Linked DNA regions of Acanthopagrus latus: region 1 is linked to region 2. Evidence: chromatin contacts called from public Hi-C data. All regions are on one chromosome and are shown on one strand. Each heading gives the region's core, a stretch centred on a gene start, on an enhancer-like site or on the middle of the called end of the contact. The rest is flanking DNA. Distances are from core to core; before and after follow the strand shown.

What was found. A called contact is a pair of places that touch in the nucleus more often than the background predicts.
Region 1: a contact with region 2 is called in a Hi-C map of muscle, with 4 times the contacts expected there. The contact joins the promoter of LOC119009306 here to the promoter of LOC119009503 in region 2. A contact is called at or near these places in 3 of 4 Hi-C or Micro-C datasets (liver and muscle).

What each region holds. Positions count from the first base shown.
Region 1 is chr20:5,766,434-5,770,687 of fAcaLat1.1, forward strand. It overlaps LOC119009306 (tumor necrosis factor receptor superfamily member 13B), which reads left to right and starts at 2,589. Exons shown (of 5, transcript XM_037080411.1): 1 at 2,589-2,711. The coding sequence starts at 2,639.
Region 2 is chr20:5,587,515-5,591,763 of fAcaLat1.1, forward strand. LOC119009503 reads left to right here and starts at 2,271. Exons shown (of 5, transcript XM_037080833.1): 1 at 2,271-3,498; 2 at 3,790-3,909; 3 at 4,095-4,249. The coding sequence starts at 3,809. It overlaps LOC119009501 (zinc transporter ZIP11-like), which reads right to left. Exons shown (of 10, transcript XM_037080831.1): 8 at 1,774-1,872; 9 at 1,517-1,675; 10 at 1-1,393. The coding sequence ends at 1,315.

The sequences.
Region 1 (4,254 bases), core at 1,339-3,838, 180 kb after region 2:
TGTCTGAGGAAGCTTAAAGCACCTTTCGCTCTTCTTCCATCTCCCCCCTGATTTGTTGTGAACTACCAGCATTGTATCTTTTGGAAACTTTAAGCTCCGCTCTTTCCCACCTTCACCCCTAGACACCTCATTAATTTAGCAAAAGACGTTGTTTTCTAGTGATCACTGAGTGAGACCTCTTTCAAAATTGGACAGAAATAAGTCGCTGGTCCTGTTTCACATGTTTCAGGTGTTCGGGCTACGTTTAAAAATAATCCACTGTGCTCACTCTCAGTCTAAATCTAAGCTGCACATGGCCAGAGAGATCCTGGTTCCTTCGAGAAGTGGAAGCAGAGATGAAACGCTGAGACCTTGTTATGTGCTCAGCGGAGAGGAAAAAAACACATGGCGTGGAATTGCCCCCGACAGTTTCACCCTGTGATGTCGAGAAAGTGGGTTTTCTCACATCCCCCGAATTCAATTCAACAACTGTTTGACACACTAATACCCGTCATCTGTGAGTCACTGTGGTCCTGTGTTGGTTAACTGTAAGTCAGGGCTCCATCAGCATGAGATTTTTAAAGACTGAAAGGGACACTGATTAATTTCTGAGGAGCAAAAGAAGAACCAAAATGACTGCATGAGTAAGGATTCTCCCCTTTTTAATCACTGAACCTCTTAGAAGTGGCATGATAAGGCAAATGGAGACGGTTGTGCGCAATCAAGCAGTGAAAGATAATTTGAGTTCGCGCCACACCTCAAAGTTTAGTTTAGATTAGTTTAGTTCAGTTTTGTTCAGTTCAGTTCAGTTTAGTTTAGTTTAGTTTAGTTTAGTTTAGTTTAGTTTAGTTTAGTTTAGTTTAGTTCAGTTCAGTTCAGTTCAGTTCAGTTTAGTTTAGTTTAGTTCAATTTAGTTCACTTCAGTTCAGTTTAGTTTATTTTGAAGAAATATAAAATGAGAAAACCATTGCAAGACTAAATGAAAAGATATGCACCAGTCAGAGACAAATGAAGTAAAGAGAAGAACAAAAAGATCAACAAAAAAAGCAGAAAAAAAATAAACAGGTGATTGCGAAATGTGAAAAGCTTTTCTATCAGTAAGAACTTTTCCTGGTAAACTAAAGTTCCATGAAGTGTTCTACTGGACTATTCATGTGAGCCAGCATGCACAATTACATGACCCTGGAACTGCACATTTAAATGGAATGCAGTCATAGTTAAAGATATTGATTGATAGTGTGCTTGAGTGTGCTCCTGTCTGTGGAATAAAGGTGTATTTCCCAAAAAAAAACAAAAAAAAAAAAACATTCTTGATAGGGTTAAAAAGTACCCGCACAGTGAACAGTAAGGATATTTCATCCATGTAGCTGGGTGCATCATCAGTCTCGGCATCAGTCCTATGCCCTCGTCTGACAGCTTTTTTTCGCCCATGTATTTGAGCGCATGCTGCAACTCCCAGCACAAAGCCAGGCTATGCTACCTGCTCTCTTGGAAGGGGGAAATGATGAATGAAAATCTGCCGCAGTCTGTCACTGGGGCGGTGGCTTATATTCCACACATTTTATTCTATAACTATTCTATTTTACATCGGGGGGATTTACATAGCAGCTACAGGCAACATGCACAAACATGAAGCTGAAGCTACAGAGGAGAAATGCCTGACACACACCTATATTAGGTCCTTGGAATAAGCAATACATAATAGGTAATACAGCCCTAATGAGATTATTGTTTATAAAACTATTTCAGTAACAACAGCACAGTAAGTATGTTTGTTGTCAGATTCCATTTAAAGACTTTTATGAAAAGCTTGTTAACACTTTAGCCTGATTTAGAAAAAAGTGTTTCTTGTAGTTGTTTAGAATAGCATTCCAAATCAATTTATTGAGATGAACTTACTAACCTATTATGTCATTGTTAAACCAATTACAAATCTACCGTGTTGTTGCTTTATTAAGATATATACACTCATTTTCATGCACGTATAAGCAATCAACCAGTCACTTACTACAGGTGACCATACTTTTTGCATCTACGGGATGTAAAGGGGGAACAAAGCCTCACATGAAGTCTTGTAAATATGAATATGTATCTTATAAAGACTTCAAGATCTCATTACCTAATAACTCACTTACTACAAGGACTTTGATATAAAGTGTTATGCACAATTTCAATATGAAGACTTGGATTCCACTCAAATACATTTTGGAGGCAATTTTTTTCGCTTTTTGTCTCCACTACATTTGTGTGACAGCTTCAGACACCTAGTTGATTTGCTAAGCTATCCGGTCATGTTTAAAATAGCCGAAATTAGCTCCACTTCTGCCAGCTGCAGCATTAAAGTGATGACCACACTACTTCAGTGTTCATTAATCCTATAATAATATCTAGGTGAACAATCATATCATAAATATAAATATAGCAGATACATATGCCATTTTCCTTAAGTGCGACATTGAATGCAGGACTTTTACTTTGTTTAATTATACGTCATGGTTTAATTATCTTTACCTAGTAAAATATCTGTATCTACTTCCTCAGCCAGATTTTGTGTGTGTGTGTGTGTATGTGTGTGTGTGTGTGTTCGGGTGGGGGGGGCTCCTCTTTCAAAGGGGGAAGTCCCAGATCAGACACTGAGTTCATACCCAAAGAAGTTTACATGCTGAATCGTGGGCCTGCCTCACTCTCTTCTTCAAATCACGGATTCTCCCACTGCGTCTTCATCTCGCCAGGTGAGTGAACCATCTAAACCCTGTTTTCAACCCATAGCAGGTCACGTCAAAAGAGCAAATGTTAGTGTTTCAGTAATTGGGGTCACTAGTGGTGGCCCGGGTTAGGAATTGAACCCTTGACTTCAGCAAACGTTGTCACTAGTTTAAGTTTGTGGCGGCTCCGCAGCTCGCTGGGAGCTCTACCAGAAACACTTGGCATTGCTGTGAACGCAGTTATGTCGCTGGTTACACGAACACACACACGCATACACACACACACAAACACACGCCATAAGAAATGATGGAGTCCAAACAAGAGAGCCTTATAATGAAAAGAAAAAAAAAGCCAAAAGAGTAAAAAACAAAACTCAATAAGGACGGACAGACATAAGAAAGATAACTCTAAATTCTGATGTTGGTTTATTTGGAAACACAGTCCTTTGGTATGTATTTATGATAAATACACATTGTACCGACTTTACCTAAAATCTGAAAGGTAATTGTTGAGTATTGGGGTGTGACAAATAGAATCAAGAATAAATTAGGCTGTGCATGTGAAAGCGATGGAGGGCGGAGGAGGTTCAGATCTGCCTGTCTTTCACAGTCGAGTGACCCAGTGCTCAGCGGAGTGAAGAAGACTGTGTTTGAGAACAAAGACGTGACTTCTCGAAGGTTGGCCATTTAAGTGTTGCAGTAGCAGCGAGGCCGGCACGTTGCTGATGGCTCTGTATATTCGATTTACTACAATTTGTACATGTTTTGCAAGGCTTGCTCTAAGGAGAAGTTTGAAACCACAAAAGGAAATGGGCCTTCTTTTGCTTTTGAAGCTTAGGTGCCACAGGATAAGGGCCCCTCCCCAATTCATCCAGGACACACTTAATAAAACAGTGTTTAAATGGGCCAGGTGCAGACTAAGTAAAACTCCCACTTGCCTCTTGCTTTTTCATGCATCATGCTATAAAGACACGAGGCTTATATTTAATAGTAAGGCATAGTATATAGTATACTTCTACAACACAATAATCCTCCATGCCTAGTATAGTATAGTATACTATAGTAAAACTGTATATTAGTATATTAGTATAACAGATTATTGTATGGTACAGTACCATGTTGTATGAGTTAATAAAGAATCATTTCATATACATATATGCAGCATGGCATGGCACAGTATACCAGAATAGCATAGTGTAGTAAATTGTAGTATACTAGAGTAAGGTAGCATGACAGATTTTAGTATAGTTCAGTACTGTGTAATATCATGTATGATATAATTTAGAATACTTAAATAATATGATACAGTTGTAGTAGTGTTTTAGCATGGTATCATTTAACATATTATACACATAGTATAGTGTAGTACATTAGTACAGTATAGTATAGTAGAGTACAGCAGAGGATAGCATAACATAGCATAGTAAAATGGAGTATAGTGTATGATAATAAAGTATACTATAGTATGGTATACTAGAATATTATAGGATAGCATAGCATAGCATAGCATAGTATAGCATAGTATAGTATAGTATAGTATAGTATAGTAAAGGATAGTATAGTACACTAG
Region 2 (4,249 bases), core at 1,021-3,520:
CTTTTTTGAGGAGTCTTTAAAATGGCATTGTTTGCTTGCAGCCTTTGAGCAGCCTGCTATTGGTTGATTCAGTGCTCGAGGAATGTGTTTGGGTGGGGATATATCAGCAATTAGGGATGTCACAGGACTCAGCACCTATGTCAGACTAAGAGTTTGTCAAAAGATATACGTGGTTTAAATTTGCAAGACGTCTGAGTCCTACTTTTAGCAAGAAATCAAGACCATTTCTAAAAACAGCTTCATACAAACTGGCCCAGAGCTGCATACAAGAAGGAATGAAAAATCTCAGGGGCTTATTTTAGGTTTTGTTGGAACTGTCTGCTTAACCTGTAGTTGAGTCACCACTTTGGAAATAAATGTCATGTCACAGCATTATGCATGTCCAGAGGATAAACAGACAGTAGGACAAAACATCCGGCTTGACTCAGAAAAGTTGAAGAAAACTGATAATCACTTGGTTGTTTAATTATATAAATACATTACATTATTAAGGGTTAACTTAATCAGCATTTAAATAATTAGACATGGCCCACAACATGATTCTTCAGACTGACCTGTGTAAGACAGCAGACTGTGCCCTAAATGAATAAAGGCACTGCATTTGATTAAAAAGGAGACTGTATCATTTGTTTTGAGTTTGTTACAGAACGACAACTGAGGAAAAAAGTCATAATTGTGTCAGATCACATTTGGAATTTCATGTTTCAGTACATCAAAATCACATCGTACCTTTCTGTAGTGCAACAATGATCGGAATACGATTAAGCACTACGGAAGCATTCGTTGGAGGTCCAAATCAAACACCCGACTTCAAGTATTGTAATCATGAGGAAATACAAAAACTGGAAGAAGTAAACAAACAAACAAAGAAAAGACATTCTTTTAGATGTCATTCCTGGCAATGTTTGTTTTAAAATTAGTTTTAGGTAAAACAAGAACTCAAAAAACTGTATCTTCTTAGCAAAACATTCAAATGCTCTGGAGTCAGGAGAATATTCATAAATATTCATTGCATCATTCTGAAAAAAGATGTCATTTGTAGAAAGTTACAGCTGCTCAAACAAAATAACTGCCAGCCTGTAAATAAAAGAAAACTATTCAAGTCCAGTCATCCTCATAATTTGTTTAACAAAATAGTTCTGTGTTTCTGTCATTTCGGAATTTCAAGTAGCAACAATTCAGACTTAACAAATAAATAGTGTTTCAGAATAAAACACTTCATTTGGTCCCCTTTTTAAAAACTGAGCTCAGCAGCACTGTGATGACATCGTGTCCCTCGGTTCTGCTGACATGGCGCCAGTTCTTACAGCAACCTCAGCCCAGCCCCACGTCTAGTGACATCATCACTACGAAGCCCAGGATGGAGGTCCAGGACGCCAGCTTCCCGTTTCCACTGGTTGACACCGAGTGGGAGCAAAAAAATGGGACATAAGTTAGAAAGATGCGGAAAGTCCTTAAACTGGCTGAAACACAAAATCTCACCAAATCTACTTTAATATCCTCTTTTCCTGCTTACCTGATTTGAGCTTCAGGGATGATGTCATCCACCACCACATAAACCATCGCCCCGGCAGCAAACGCCAGCGCGTACGGCAACAGAGGTTCTGCCAAGACGACGGCGAAGGCACCCAGCAGCCCAGCAACAGGCTCGACCATCCCGCTGAGCTGGCCATACCTGACGGGAGACAGTGAAAGTCAGCTGCATCGTTCAAATTTAAAGTACGGCTACTCAGTGTTGTTTCTGACAGTGTCCAGACACACATTTCTCCTTACCAAAAGGCTTTCCATGCTGAGACCCCAGAACCCCGGAGCGGCAGGCTCACCGCCAAGCCTTCTGGGAAATTCTGAATGCCAATACCGATGGCCAAATTTCTGAGGGGACAAAACCAATAAACAACCAGACAAAAAACATCAGCTCATATCTCTGTATGATAAATGTTAACAACATACCTCAAATGTAGTGTACTTTAGTTTGCTTTTTCATAAAAACAAATAAAGCCTTCGCAAAAAATAAACGAAGGGGGAGGATGAAAATGAAACTCTTGAGCCATGCTAGCTGCTCTGTGAGGCTGAGCTCAGCAATGCTTTGCGCTAAATGCTATCTTTGGCATATTAACCTGCGCACAGACACAAAGTTAACATACTGATGTTTAGCAGCTATAAAGTTTACTATGGTAACCATCATAGTTTAGCTCGAAGCATGCTTACAGAAGATATGATAATCCTTTGCTGAATCCCTACAGGTGAGATTGAGTTTTACAGTTTGCGGTTGTTAGTTAGCTAGAAACACAACACAGTACAGCAGAGGCTGATGAGACTGTGATTCATTTTGTAGGTATCAAAATTGAAAAAATACAAGTACAAAAGTACAATCAATCCAATAGTTGCTCGTGTATTTCAGCCTGCTATACATGCTGATTCCTTGGCTAAAAATGAAAAAATATTAGAAGAAATTCTGAAGAAAACAGAGACAGAAAAGTCAAGTGAGACCTAAAGTGACTTAACTTGACTACTCGACCACAATATACTAGTGGACCGACTGGAAAAATGTGTGGGACTCTCTGATAGAGCACTGAATTGGTTAAAATCCTACTTAAATGACTCAAGTCCAAACAAGAACCAAGAAAGTAGATCACATCACTCCGGTTCTTAGATCTTTACACTGGCTTCCTGTCTGTCAAAGAATAGATTTCAAAATCCTGCTGCTGGTTTACAAAACACTGAATGGTTTCTGGGCCAAAATACATTTCTGATCTGCTGCCACATTATGAACCATCAAGACCTCCGAGGTCCTCAGGTACAGGTCAGCTTTCAGTCCCCAGAGTCAGAACTAAACATGGAGACGCAGCTTTTAGTTATTCCGAGCCACATACCTGGAACAAACTCCCAGAAAACTGCAGGTCCGCTCCAACTCTCACCTCTTTTAAATCAAGGATGAAGATCCTTCTGTTTGCCACTGCTTTTTACTGAAGCAATTTCAAGGCTCTGAACTACACTGTGGCTTCCTTTGTCTTGTCTCTTATAAACCTATTCTATTGTAGCTTACTTTCCCTATTTCTTAATGTGTTTCAATATTTTGTCTGATGTCTTACTTGTGTTTTTAATGTAAAAATGCACTTTTATACATTTATGCACTAAAGCACTTTCAGATGCCTTTTGTCTGAAACGTGCTGTACAAATACACTTGCCTTAACTTCTTAGAATTTCTTATTTGGCACACTTGACAGTGTAAAAAAGATGAACAAGTATCTGTTCCTAGATTAGAACTGTTAGACTATTAAAAAAAACCCAACACACTTGGTTTGTGCATGTGCAGTGTTATTGCCCTCTCTTATCTCTTCAATGTCAACAAGTGTCCTCAGTGATGTAATGTAAATTTAATCACAGTTTAAACTTCGTCCAGTGTTCCAGCTGACAAAAACACCTTAACTTTCTCGGGCAGGGGAAAACTTCTGGCTCACTGCTGCTTGATTCTTTTTACAGCTCTGTTCTCAAGAGGTGAGTTAATACTTCTAAATAGTTTGTGTTCTTAGTCTCATTTTTTTGTTCGTTCCTTGGCAGAGTTTGAGTGACATATCGTTCAAAGTGTGGCCACGGACAAATTAAAATGTAGGGCTGGAATCTTGTCGGGCCACTTGCGAGCATTTTTTTTTTTTCTGATGTCATGAGCTACTGCACAAACAGAAGCACATGTATCCCATGGTTATCTATTAGAATGTGATTTGTTTTACAGTATTTCATTGGTGAAAAAAAACAAAACAAAACACTTCTTCCACTTCTTGCTCCCAGAAAAACACGAAAACGGAAAATGGGCCAATCGTTGTCTCCAGAGGAGCGACTAGCAGAACTTGACAAATACTCTGAGGCAATGTTTGATTCACAACAATGGCACGGCATTGGAATTGACAGGTACACTCACTGAAATACATTTCTATGTTTTAACTTCAAGGGGGTTTAAAGATATCATTTAACATATGAAGTGGAAAATCTTCACAGTGTGGAACCTAGGCCTATACGTTTTATTAAGTTCGCTGGTGACAAATCAAAAGAAAGGAAAATCTATTGAAAACTAATGAATATATCTCTCCACTCAGCTCCATCTTAAAATACTCCGGACTCAACTCAACCCAAGTGTTGGATGATTACAGAGATCAAGTCTTATACAGTGGAGATTTCAGTGATGCCGCGGCCGTTGTAGAGAAGCTGGGCTCTGCACTGGGTGGGCTCAAAATGGTGCCTAATGCCGTGG